Linked DNA regions of Mus musculus: region 1 is linked to region 2. Evidence: chromatin contacts called from public HiChIP or PLAC-seq data. All regions are on one chromosome and are shown on one strand. Each heading gives the region's core, a stretch centred on a gene start, on an enhancer-like site or on the middle of the called end of the contact. The rest is flanking DNA. Distances are from core to core; before and after follow the strand shown.

Region 1 (6,807 bases), core at 1,083-3,582, 420 kb before region 2:
TGCTTTAAAGACGCCTTGTCTACTCCAGATGGCTGGTCAGTTAGGCAGAGGCCTTTTGCCATGTTGCCTCTTTGTATTATAGGTTTAGAGGTCTAGGTAGCTTGTAAAAGCCAGCCTTAGCTATGGTCCACACCTCAGCTTGGCAGGCAGTTATGGAGCCTTCTCCCTAGGGTAGCACTGCACTGAACGATTTCTCAAGCCCAAGCAACTGCCATCTCCCAGGGTTCTCTCACTCAAACTTGAGACTGTCACTCTCCTTGCCTGTTTCCCTCAGCAGAGTCTGGGAATGGCATTGTACTGTACTCTGAGGACTTGGAAGGTGATGCCAGGAGTGTGAAGGTCAAATACAAAAGTCATCACTGCCTATATATCAAAACCAGCCTGTAACACATGAGAACCTCTTTGAAAACAACAACCCAATAAATAAATAAATAAATACCAAAACAACACATATACAAAATTAAACTAGGGAACTGGAGAGATGATTCGATAGTTAAGATCACTGGCTGCACTTTCAGAGGACCCAGGTTTGATTTCCAGTGCCCACATGGTAACTCACAACTATCTGTAACTCCAGTCCCAGGGGGATCCAACACTCTTTCCTGGATGCTGTGGGCACCAGATGCACATGTGGTCCACAGACATGCAGACAAACACCCATACAGGAGGGAGGGAAAAAAAGCTAGGACAGAGAAACAAAGAGAGATACACTGAGACATAAAAACAAGAACAGCAGATATAGAGACGATAGAGAGACAAAGGTAGACACAGGAAGGCAGAGACAGCCAGAGACAGAGGAAGTAAAAGTGGAAGCCCACTAGTCCTAGGGTCCTTTGCCTCTAATAATCTCAGCTGGGCTCAGGACTATGAATGGATTAGGTTGGCCTGCTTTGTCTCAAGAGGTTAACCCAGGGTCTTCTATGGGATTGCTGACAGAAGGTCAGGTCCATCTGGTGGCGTGGCGGGGAGAAGAAAAGCAGGTGAGAAGTAATGAGTCTGTCTTGCTGTGGCCCTTGCTTTTGCTAGCTACTATAGACTCCGAAAACACAGAATGAGCCAGACTGGGCACATCTGTGTGCAGGTGACCCCATTCCACAGGACATCAGTCCTGGGCCTGAACAAGGCTCTGGGCATCAACCAACCTTACCATGAGTGTGGTGGGTGAACTGAGATGGACAGTGCCAGTAGGAAGGGCACTGGGAGACTTAACTCTTCTGTGTCTGATGTGAGTCATGCCCAACTTCCTAAATGATCCTCTCCTCCTAGGCATATGCCTGTGTGCAGTGCAGGCACTTCACCAGTGGGATCAGACAGTATCCTTAACTCCAGGGCCCCAGGCTGAAGTCAGGGCAGAAGGTGTGGGGCTTAACACTTTCTCTTCTTGTCTCCACTCCAGCTCCGTTCCTGGTCTCTTCTACTTTGAATCTGCTAGGTCAAAGGAACAAAAACTGATAAAAGCAAGTCTGGAATGGACCCTCCCTTACTCCCCACCCCTAGCCCTCGAATTCAAGCCACCAAGCACCCTGGGGCAGCTTTGGAATGTTGGTGAAGGGGGAATACTCATGAGGCAAGAAGTTTCACTGAATTGGGTGAAGGTCAAGAACAACCTAATCCTTAAGAATGACTCAGCCAGGAGGAACATTAACAGTTAAAGCAATGGCCATCAGCACTAGACTCTGCGGGTCAGGAATTACCACCTGGCTAGCCAGAATAAAAAACAGCTTAGGTGTCCCCACATGCTCTGACTTCTGCGAAGACGATTGCCTCACAGAAGCCCCCCAGGATAACTGCAGGGATACCAGGCCAACCTTGTGGCCACTGGGCTCTGCAGTGCAGCTGCCGCAGAGTTGAAATCCCGGTGCCAGGGGAAGGGGCGGCCTAGAGGCGGGGCTGTGGCTGTCTCCCAGGAGCCCCCGCCCATCCATGTCCGCAGTGACCTTCAGGCGTCCCTGACTGACTGGGGTTTCTATCCCACCAAAGCCACATTTGGCGGCTCTGCACACCGGAGAAGCCTGGATGTGTGGGCCTATCTTGCTCGATCGGGGGTCTCGGGCTGTGCTCGCCTTCTCCCGCCCTGCCAGCAAAGAGCAAAGAAACCCGGTCAGGAGCAAACGTGGTTGGTAGATTAGGGATGGTGACCCCATCCCTGCATTCTCCCAGCGTTTCAGGAGGGCGCTTCAGTAGGACTTCAGGAGGGTCTCCAAGCCGGTGTGGAGAGAGTGGCCCAGGCCAAAGAGGGGCCCCTAATGCAGCTGTCGCGCGCGCCAGGCCAGGATCTGGGAACCGGGGGCGCGGCTGCCCCCCCTACCTCCGCCGAGCCCCGCCCTCCTCGTCATGCGGGACGCGGGCGGGGGCGCCTCTGAGTGACGCGCCCTCCTCGCGGTGTCCTTCAGCCGCCGCAGCAGCACAGAGCGCCACATGGACCCCGCCGGCCTGAGAGCGCGCTGCTGTTGATCGTCCACCTTGGAAGGTAACCGGCGCCCTAGCAGCCAGTCCGACCTTAACCGGCTCCCTCCTTTCCCCTTCCCAGCCCAGTTTTCTTCCCGACTCCTGGGCTTCCCTTTCTGGATCCCCGCTTTCTAGCCGTGGGTCTCCTACCCATATCCTAGGTTCCCCTACTCTTGGTTCCTTGTCTTTCAGACCCAAGGTTGCTCAGCCTGAAAGGCGCTGTCCATCGTGAGGTGCTGAAACGGCCCTTGATTCCCTTTCCCATAGGCATCTTTTTTCTTTCTTTCTTTCTTTCTTCTTTCCCTGGCGCGCTCCGGCCTGAGGCCGTGCTCCGGTCGGGCACCTCGCCCAGCAAAGCAAAGGGTGCGGCGGCCGCGAGAGAACGGGATGCCTTGGTCTTTGCGGAATCTCCGCAGCGTCCTAGCCTCTCTACAGCTGGCCCTGCGGAGCCCCCATCCCCCGATTCCCGGAAACAGAGAGAAGTTTAGAAGGCAATTGGCTTTGCTGCAAAGGCATCCCTGAACCCCTAGCTTCTCGGACACTCTTCCTGCCTGGCACCCCTTCGGGTCTCATTCCGCAGAGAGAAACCTGTGAAACACTGGATCCCTCAGGACCAGGTTCCCTGATAGGAAAGACTCTACAAAGAGGGATGTCTTTGCAGCTGTTGGCATTACAGAAAGCACCTTTCTAAATGCTGCTGGCACTTTAGTCCACGCTGGGCATTCTGACTTGGGTTGCCCTACCCCATGCAGAAGCAGGAGTGGGTCATCTGTTTCCCCTCCCACTGGAAGACGGGGACTCCATCCAGGGCCAGTTCTGCTGTGGGCCTCCAGAGTCTCTCTAGAGACAGATATAGTTGAGACTAGTCAGAAGTCATAAGGACCTTTCCTGAGGGACATTCATGGACTTGTCTCTCCAATTCTTCCCCAGAGGGACCCCTGCCCCACAGCTCCAAAACTGCCAAGGAGGCTGAGCAGCCAGAACCTGGGTGCTACAGCGGAGCATTGACCTTCAAATGCCCCCTGGGCTCCACCCCCGCTTGAGGAGGCTGGCGCCAGTCTCCAGTAACTGGTGGCCCCAGGTTGTGAGCTGCAGTGGCATCTAAAAGCTTCCTTCAGAAACCCCAGAAGAAGCAAGATAACTGTTGGTTTGGCTGGGCTCTGAACCCTGCCATCCTGGTCTGGGTGTGGGAACAAAGCCTCTCACCCTAGACTCTTGGGATAGTGGAGAGGAGAGCAAGGAGTAGATGAGGGTCTCAGGAAAGGTTGGTCAGGGTACCTATGACCACCTACTCTCTCTAGGCAGAAGACCCTGACCACACTTGAATGTGAAATCTGACCCCGGGAGTGGCTCCTGAGGAACCAAGCCATCACCATGGAGTTCGTGATGAAACAAGCCCTGGGAGGTAGGAGGTGGGCAAGGGGGGGGGCGCATGGGTTTGGGCCTCCAGCGATACACAGACACCTGATACTCAGAGAGACATGTCTCCACCACTGCAGTGGCACGAAAACACATGGCTGCATGACCACTTCTGACCTCACGCACAGGCTCTGCAGATGGTTGCTTACACTCTGAACAAGCCTAAGGCAGTCCCCCAGCCCAGTACTTTTGAATCCCCTGGTGACTCAAGCCTTGGGATTTAATATGAGATATGGGGAGGACGTGCTGTGTAATATGGCCCCATGTCCCCATGCCATGGTGCAGTGGAACCCACTGGTCATCCTGAGACACATCAAGAGCCAAGCAGCATTGATCAAGGCAGATATCCTAACAAGGCTTGTGAGCAGCCCTCATTCTGTCAGTCCTGGGAACAAACTGTGCACCAGGACTGGGTTAGGAAACAGGATTTGGGTGATCCCAACTGTGGCATTGGGCTCTATGGGTTTCTCCCAGGTAAGACACAGTACTATTCACAAGGACAAGAAGGGATAGCTATGCAACCAAGACCCCTTCTGCAGAGAATATATAGCTTCCTTTTATGTCGTTGCGTGAGGGCAGCCTGCTCACTCACTATTTGAAAAGAGTCCTGTCCTCACTTGGCCCAAAGCCATCTTTGTAGCTAGCAACAGTAGGACTAGAAGCTGGTAGAGGACAGTCAACTGAGCTCTTGGCCAGGAGGTGCTGGAGGTGCTGAACCAGTGAGCCGAAGGTTTGGTACCCATCTGGCTGCAATGGGTTTCAGCAGGGCAGTTTGGTCAGCTCAAGCCTGTAGAGGTTGAGATCGCCCTAGGTGGAATTCATGTTTGTTCAGAGCTACCTGCTCTGGGTGCCCCGATACCCTTGTGTACCCTCAGGGCTGAGAGTTCACACCAACTTTACTATTGAAGAGTCCTTGTGGCCTGCAGGGGAGCCCCTTGACTGGTGTGGGTCTGAGCTGGAATGTGCTAGGCATCTTTTGCTGGTATGGAAAAGGGAAGGGGAACACTCACAGAGAGAAAGCTGGTGGGGACCTTGGGGCCAGGAAAGAGGAGAAGTCTGCAGAAATAGGCATCTCCCAGAGGGTGTCTGTGACTTCACTCATATGTGATGAAAAGGAGACCCAGTGTGCTTGCTGAGAGTTCACGACTGTGGTAGACTCAGGTTGAATCTAATTATAATGATTACATCACCGGGACAGGATTCAGGGACAAGCCAGCATCCTGTATCAGAAGAGACCCGTGTTATACCCAGAAAGTCCCAGGCTGCTACAGACAATTAATTTTGTGGCTAATTCTGGCCCTGAGGTGGGCTTTTAAAGAAACCGAAATCTCTGATTTGGCTGTCTACATAGCTGAAATTAGCTGGGTAATTGCCAGCCTGGATTCCCTCATTGTTCCATGTCAGCCCAAAGTTTCTCCTGCACCAGCAATGGGGCGTGCTTCTTGGGGTGCTGTGAAAGCTGTTGGGGCGGTGTGGTAACCAGCAGACAGAAGCTACAGGGTAGTAGCCACATACTAGGCTGAGCACCATCCAAACTACCCTATATTCAATTTACATTCATTTATGGAGATAGGGATGTAGCTTCCATGATGCTGAGTAGAACTGTAGTGGTTTTCCATCCACCACTCACAGTCTTGTCATGGACTCCAAACTCCATGTGTGTGTGACCTTTGGTGTCTTAGGGTGTGTGTGAGCAGAGCAAAATGGAGCCAGTCAGAGATGGTTGGAAGAGAGGGATAAGTTTCAGATAAGGGTCAAAAGGCAACAGAAACCCCAAGATATGGATCAAGCCCAGAGAAAGGTGATAGGAAAGAAAATAATAGCCCAGAAGCATATGTGTGGCTCTTTCACTGGACCATCTCAACTTATGGTTGCAGGTTCAGGAACTTGTGATCTGTTGCTTCACAAGACCCTAAGCCAAAGAGGGGTAGGTCTGGAATCTAGCTAGATGTGGGTGTGGTACATGCTTTTGTCTTTGCCTGGCTGTTCTGGCACCATGCCTGTCAGGAGCAGCAGCCCCCACTTTGAAGCCTCATGCCAGGCATGTAGCACTTTACCAGCATTCTCTATTCCCTTTGGCATGTCCCTAATGCCTCCTAAGAGGCAGGCCTGGGCCACAGTGGCATCCTAGAGATGAGGCTCAGAAAGACCAAGACTTGTGTGTGAACACTATGGAACAATGAGTCATGTTGCAAAGTTTTAGGTAATTTCAGTTACTTCCTGTAGATGCTACGTAGACAGCCGGATTCTGTTGTGTGGACAAGTTCAGTGGACCAATGGGGTTTTGTCAGGCCCCAGTTCTGCTATTTGCTAACAGTTCTCTGTTCTAGTGGTATTTGTTGCATTATCTCTGTGGATCATGAGGTAACTTTGGATCAGGACAGGATACTTCAGAGCCCCCACTGCATGAGAAAAGGAAGATTTAAGATGAAGGTCTGATGCCTTGGCGTGGGCCAGGTGGACAAGTGCCCAGGGTGTGGCTTATGCAGAGCTGAGCAAGCCTGGATAGTGTTATTGAGGAGGAGCTGGCCAATGTGAGGACCCGTTTTCTGGATCAGCTGTTTTGTCTATTACAAATGCCCACCGTCATGTCTCAGCAGTATAGCTTTATCTCTCAGTTTCTCTCACCCCTCTCATTTCACTTGTTCTGCCTAGCCATGATCCCCCAGACTCCTTGTGATCGCTGCACCACTGTCCCTGTCCAGGCTGACACCAGATATTGGTCCCTGGGATTCTTGCACCTGAAGCTGCTAATTGCATGGTATGGCTCTCTTGCCCCAGTGTAACTCTCTAGGAGTCTGAGCCAGGCCTTATTAAGACAGGACCGCCATAGCACTTTTCTTTGCTCGGTAACCACTGAAGTGCCAGGAAGTGCCACGCCTGCATCTCAGGTCTGGAGGTTGAGCCACTGCTGCAGGCCCTACTGTTCTTTGTCCTTTA
Region 2 (6,311 bases), core at 3,566-6,065:
CATAATACATTGAAAACTTCATAGTATTCCTCTTAACTGTGGAGTTTTCGTTGCATAAAAAGTTAGAGTATGGGCTGGAGAGATGGCTCAGCGGTTAAGAGCACTGACTGCTCTTCCAAAGGTCCTGAGTTCAATTCCCAGCAACCACATGGTGACTCACAACCATCTGTAACGAGATCTGGTGCCCTTTTCTGGAGTGTCTAAAGACAGCTACAATGTACTTACATATAATAAATAAATAAATCTTTTAAAAAAAAGTTAGAGTATAAAAGGAACATGTTAGGAACCATCTAGGAGAAGCTAAAAACTGGCAGGTGATCTTCCTGAGATGGTTCCACTATGGACTGTAAGGCCATGATGGATTTGCTTTTCTAGACAAGGCCAAAGAGATTACAGTTGAGGAAAAATTCCTTCTAATAGGCTTTTCCTCTTACTATTAAATATATATAATAATCACTAGGCATTAGCCCATCCATTTTGAGCAGATCTCTGCAGAACAGTGAAGATGTCTTGTAGTCATGCTATATACACAAATAGATTACTTCTTAATTATGTGTGTGAGTATGTAATTATGACATAAGCATGTAGCTGGCCCCAACAGGAATGTATGAAGATGTATAAATGCACATGTGTGAATTTAAATACAAATTTATGTGAGTTTATGCATATATACTTGAGTAAGTTTTTCCTTCTGGGAGCATGATATTCTTCTCCTGGTTCAAAGTTTATTGCTCCAAACATCTCTACAGCCTGACAAGCAGAGGCAAGGCTTCTGGGCAAGAGAGAAAAACAGCCCTAGCCATTAATCCTTTGCTTAACTCCCCACTGTTTTACTATAAGATGCTGAACTACAGAGACTGCAGTTTCTGGCCTCAGAGGAACTCAGACAGGCAGGTCAGCTACCATTACAAGTAACTTAGACTTAGGACAGGTAAACATTTTATTATTAAAAAGCAACCCTAAACCGGGCGTGGTGGCGCACGCCTTTGATCCCAGGACTCGAGAGGCAGAGGCAGGTGTATTTCTGAGTTCAAGGCCAGCCTGGTCTACAGAGTGAGTTCCAGGACAGCCTGGGCTACACAGAGAAACCCTGTCTCGAAAAACCAAAAAAAAAAAAAAAAAAGCAAAAAACAAAAACAAAACAAAACAAAAAAGCAACCCTAAATATCTTGCAAGACCAAGTCTTGCCCCTGCCTACACTCTTCCCGGCCTCAGCTACCCTCAAGACAGAACCAGAAGAACCGCCAGAGCTGGCCTCAGACAGGAATAATTATGGAGCTGGGGAGGTGGCAATTAAGAGCACGAGTTGTTTTCTCAAGGACTGGGTTCAATTTCTAGCATCCACATAGAAACTTACAACTGGAACTTACTGCCCAGAACTCAGGACTTTTAACTCAGGTTTCAGGGGATCCAACACACTTTTCTGACCTCTACATCATATGCAGACAAAACACTCATCCACATATATTTAAAAAGAACAATTATATTTCAATCACAATAACTATAGTAAAAGACTATAATAATGTAAAAACATAAGACATGCAAAGGAAGATATTTTAAATAATCAGATCTAAAGATAATAACCTGATCTCTTGATTTCTTTTGATAATCAGTACTATCAGATGTTTTACAAACTTTCTTATAAGGTGGGTAAATCAAACGTCCCAGGTGGCTAGGTTGGGTGAGTTCTTCCAAAATAAGCCTTTCAGATCTTGAAGGACTGCAGACATACTCAGAATTTTCACTTGGACTAACACTACAGAAAAAAGGAAAACTACAGATCATTTCTGACATACTTTTTACCACAAATTTCTACATATAATAATCAGAAATTAGATCCAAAGTTATGAGCATAAGACTGTGTTTCCAACACACTTTCAGTAAATCACAATTAGTTTACATTAGCTATATATTTCATGAATCTCTTTACTTCAGGAATAAAAAAGCAGCTACAATAATGAAAGATAAGTAATCTGAATATATATTGTATACTGGTTCCTGATATATTAAAGATGTTTTCTTAATATGTAAATGTTTGTTAATATTTCCACTTTCACAATTATGTCTTAGTCCCGGGACATACTAAACAGAACATATAATGAAATCTAGCCATTTTACATTTATAAATACTTTACAATTTATTCATGTGATTTTATTTCCTTGCCTGGATAACTCTTCCCCTAAATTGTGCAAACTCCATTCTGTTATTTTGAGTTCATGTCTTAATGAAGCAACGTTTGCAAGCAAACTTTCCTCCTCATTGTCGTTGTCTTTAGTACAGTAGTCTGATGAGATAAATTCCATTTCCTTAACAAAAAATAGAAAGAAACTTCTTGGAGTTAGCCTGAAGATTTTATGGTATAAATTAAAATAATCTCACAGCAATAAAATTGAAAAACCTGTGCTTGGCACCAAGACTGAGAACCGAGGGTGCTCCTCAGGACCAACAGATCAGGGTAGAGGAGAGGCTCCCACAGGTTGTCCATTGCCTTCCACAGTCATGACACTCATCACACACAGACACACACAAATGAATGGATGCAATTTTTTCGTAGAAGATGAATTTGCTCAAAGTCACACAATTTTAGAGGATCAATCTGAGATTTGAATCAAGGTATAGTTTTCTAATTAACTTCAATATGAGATGTTAAAACTTAACTTTAGAAGCCCTGGATATCTGATGTTACAACAATCTTCTGTCGGGCGTGGTGGCCCATGCCTTTAATCCCAGCACTCAGGAGGCAGAGGCAAGTGGATTTCTGAGTTCGAGGCCAGCCTGGTCTACAGAGTGAGTTCCAGGACAGCCAGGGGTATACAGAGAAACCCTGTCTCAAAAAAGAACAAAACAAAACAAAACAAAACAAAAATCTTCCATAAATTCTTAAAAGCTATTATTACCAGGTAAGTTATCTCCTCCCATTCACAGTGGTTGTAAAATTTAACAACACTCGCGAGTCATAATCACAGATCAAAATGACATGTAGAGAGTGGATATGGTTACCATTCCTTTAATCCTAGCACTTGGGAAGTAGAGGCAAGTGGGTCTCTGTGAGCGCAAAGCCAACCTGGCCTGTATAGTATGACATGGTCTCAAAAAAATACAAAACAAAACAAAAATGACAGTTAGCAGTTCAACTCATAGAACTACATGCAGTGAACTGTTTGCTGCACCAACCTGTGAGCATGAAACTAAGTTTCTTGGCCATAAAAGAAAGATCATGGGGCTGGTGAGATGGCTCAGCAGGTAAGAGCACCTGACTGCTCTTCCAAAGGTCCAGAGTTCAAATCACAGCAACCACATGGTGGCTCACAACCATCCGTAACGAGATCTGACTCCCTCTTCTGGAATGTCAGAAGACAGCTACAGTGTACTTACATATAATAAATAATAAATAAATCTTAAAAAAAAAAAAAAGAAAAAAAAAAGAAAGATCATGATGGGCTGGAGAGATGGCTCTGGGTTTAAAGGCATTGCTCTTTCAAAGGGTTGCCACTGATATTCTCAGCCCCCACATGGTAGCTTACAATGGTCTGTAACTCGAGTTTCAGAGGATCCCAAACACCCACAGACACAGAGTAAAATTAATATTCTTGAAATCACAGTAAAGGATGCTTTATTATTGTAATTACTAAAATAAAAACTAAAAAGTTTTAGAATTTCCACTCCTACTATAGAACTTTCTGCATAATCTTACAATTTCACTTCTCTCTCATATTCCATTTAATTTTTTTTTCACTGTAGCACCTCTTTCATTGCCTTTCTTAAAATTTGGGTTACAGATATTATTAATTCCCACCTATTATGTTCAAGAGTGTAATGCACTTAGGAAAACTCAATTATTTTGAACGGATAAATGAATAAACTGCCTTCTCCCTCCCTCACTCAGGTAAAAACGGTCCTGGTACATTAATTTCCCACGCAAAATTTCTCAGGAGTAGGGTGGATTGGAAAAAAAAACAAAAACAAAAAAACACCTCGCACCTTATTGGAAAAAGTTGAGGCCTAAAATTAAACGAGATATTTTGTAGATGTAAATGTTTCTACCCTTTTCTACCCTGTTTCTGGTTTTCTTTTTAACAAATTTGCTTCTGCATAAGCTGGAAGACTTCCCCAGTCAGTGGCTCAGGAATCCATGCTACTTCACATCTATGCAACATCTCTAGCTTCGTACAGAATAATGGAGGAGAGAAAAGAAGAAACTTGAGACTAGAAAATGCTGATCAGTACTGTAGGACACCATTTAAGTCAGGCTTTTACGTTCAGCAACTTGTGCATTTTCACGTAAGAATTTTCTAGCCGTTCAGAATTGGATACGTCTGGTATTTAAACATCCTCATTTTCCTACGTTTACCTGTAGTATGTGTACGTAGAAAGGCTTATCATCTTACCTATAGGGCGGCCCTGACAACCGTATCTTCAAGTCTAGTGAAAAATGAGTTCTCACACACGCACACTCATCGAGCGAAGGACAAGCACTTTACACTCTATAAAATCCTGTGACAGGACTTTCCGCTTGAGAAAGAGTACATGGTTTTATACAGTATTTTATTTCAAGAAAGAGGTCCTCCATCTGCCTGTAGGGAGTAGAGCAAAGTCTGGCAGCCTCCTTTCCGATTCTGCCTCAAATAAAAGAAAACGCCTCACAAGCAGGCCAGGCGCAGGTCGACTGTCCCAAGAGAAAACAAACCCCTCGGGAAAGCCCTTTTCCAGCCAGGAGGCGTTTGCTCACCACCCAGATCGCAGGCGGGGTTAGCGTCCCCAGACCACGGCGCACCGCGAGCCTCCTCTGCGCTCGGAAGCCTGGGACACTCTCGCAGCCCACGACATGGAAGCCTCTGACTCTCGATGAGGAGAACCAGCGAACCTCCGAGGCGCCGAGTTCGAACCGCCGCGGCAGCCGTTGGGACCCGCCTCCCGGGCCCCGACCCCGCCCACCACGCGGGGCTCTGCGAACGGGAGCGGGGCGCAGGGCATGCCGGGAAATGAGTCTGGAAGCGCGGATGAGCGGCGTGCCGTGGTCACCTCGGACTACATTTCCCGTCGTTACCCCCGCCAACGTTGATTGGCGTGTGTGAGGGAAGCCGAAACCGACAAGTCTGGTGTGAAGGAAGGATGCGAAACCCAGAAGGCAGCCGAAAGGGGACGCTGGCCCCGCCCTCGCCCGGCCCAGTGGAAGGCAGTGCTTCCACCTTCCAAGAGAGTGAGGCTCGCCGCTGCCTGAAGTTCCCTCAGATCGGGATTTCAAATCGGAGACACCAGTATCCCGCACCTCCCTACACGCGTCCAGGCAGAGATCGACAGGGATGGGCGGCAGGATGTGGCTGCCATTCCCCGTGCTGCTCCTGTCCGCTCTGCCCGCAGCGTTGCTGCGCGGGGCGGCCGGCTTCACACCCTCTTTGGACAGTGATTTTACCTTCACGCTGCCGGCCGGCCGGAAGGAGTGTTTCTACCAGCCCATGCCCCTGAAGGCATCGTTGGAGATCGAATACCAAGTAAGTGCGGAAGTGGGCTAGCCTTCCTTGGGCCGGGCCGCACCACATGGTCGCCTCTCACCTACTTGGAAAAGGTGGGACAGCGACCGAGGTGAATCCGAGGAGGGTCTCCTGGGAAACTGGCCTGCTTGGCGCAGGCGTACTTAAGCGGGGCTCCTGGGAGCCTGGAACTCACAAGTTTGGCCAGTCCTAAAATTGACACCTACCCTCTCTCTTCCCTTTCCTCTGGTCGGAAAGAGGCCAGCACTGGTGACGTCAATGGCGTTACTCTTTGTTTCTTAATTCCCCCAAGCCATTTCAAGCTAGTTTACATACCCTACAGTTCTGAGAAGTTCGCTGTAAGGGGTTGATACACGTTCTTCTTTATTATTGGACGAAGTGATAACACTTGTTTGACTCACTCTCACCACTTTCACCAAATCCCGATATTATAAAATCGGCACGATGTTTTGAATTGTGGCTGGGCAGTGGTGGCACACGCCTCTAACCCCAGCATTCCCGTGGCAGAGGCAAGTGGATCTCTGAACAGTCAAGGCTGCATAGTGAAACCCAGTCTTGGGAGTATTGAATTGTGTCCATGCGAAGATCTCTAAGTCAGATTTTGAAATGTGTTGAAATGGACTGTTGCTGTATTTAGTGGTACATTGTCATCCCGGGTGTACATCCATCACTTTGAAATCAAATAAGATAATAGTGTATGACCTTTCTTCCATTGAACTTTGTCAGCTTTCTTCCCGTGTCATTGTTTTCTTTTTAGTATCAGCAGAATACGCTTATTATTAAATCTTTTTTTAATTCTTATGTAAAACTTTTATATG

The links. HiChIP or PLAC-seq counts read pairs in DNA pulled down with a chosen protein or histone mark.
Region 1: an H3K4me3 HiChIP or PLAC-seq map of embryonic stem cells shows a contact between it and region 2, with 9 read pairs. The contact joins the promoter of Cplx1 here to the promoter of Ccdc18 in region 2. A contact is called at or near these places in 3 of 39 promoter capture datasets (the HPC-7 cell line, cranial neural crest and hematopoietic stem and progenitor cells) and 1 of 115 datasets of contacts at active chromatin or transcription factors (embryonic stem cells).

Annotation. Positions count from the first base shown.
Region 1 is chr5:108,545,552-108,552,358 of GRCm38.p6, reverse strand. It overlaps Cplx1 (complexin 1), which reads left to right and starts at 2,332. Exons shown (of 4, transcript NM_007756.3): 1 at 2,332-2,470; 2 at 3,750-3,853. The coding sequence starts at 3,823.
Region 2 is chr5:108,131,418-108,137,728 of GRCm38.p6, reverse strand. It overlaps Ccdc18 (coiled-coil domain containing 18), which reads right to left and starts at 4,815. Exons shown (of 29, transcript NM_028481.1): 1 at 4,731-4,815; 2 at 2,165-2,307; 3 at 1,585-1,756. The coding sequence starts at 2,304. Tmed5 (transmembrane p24 trafficking protein 5) reads left to right here and starts at 5,109. Exons shown (of 4, transcript NM_028876.3): 1 at 5,109-5,493. The coding sequence starts at 5,305.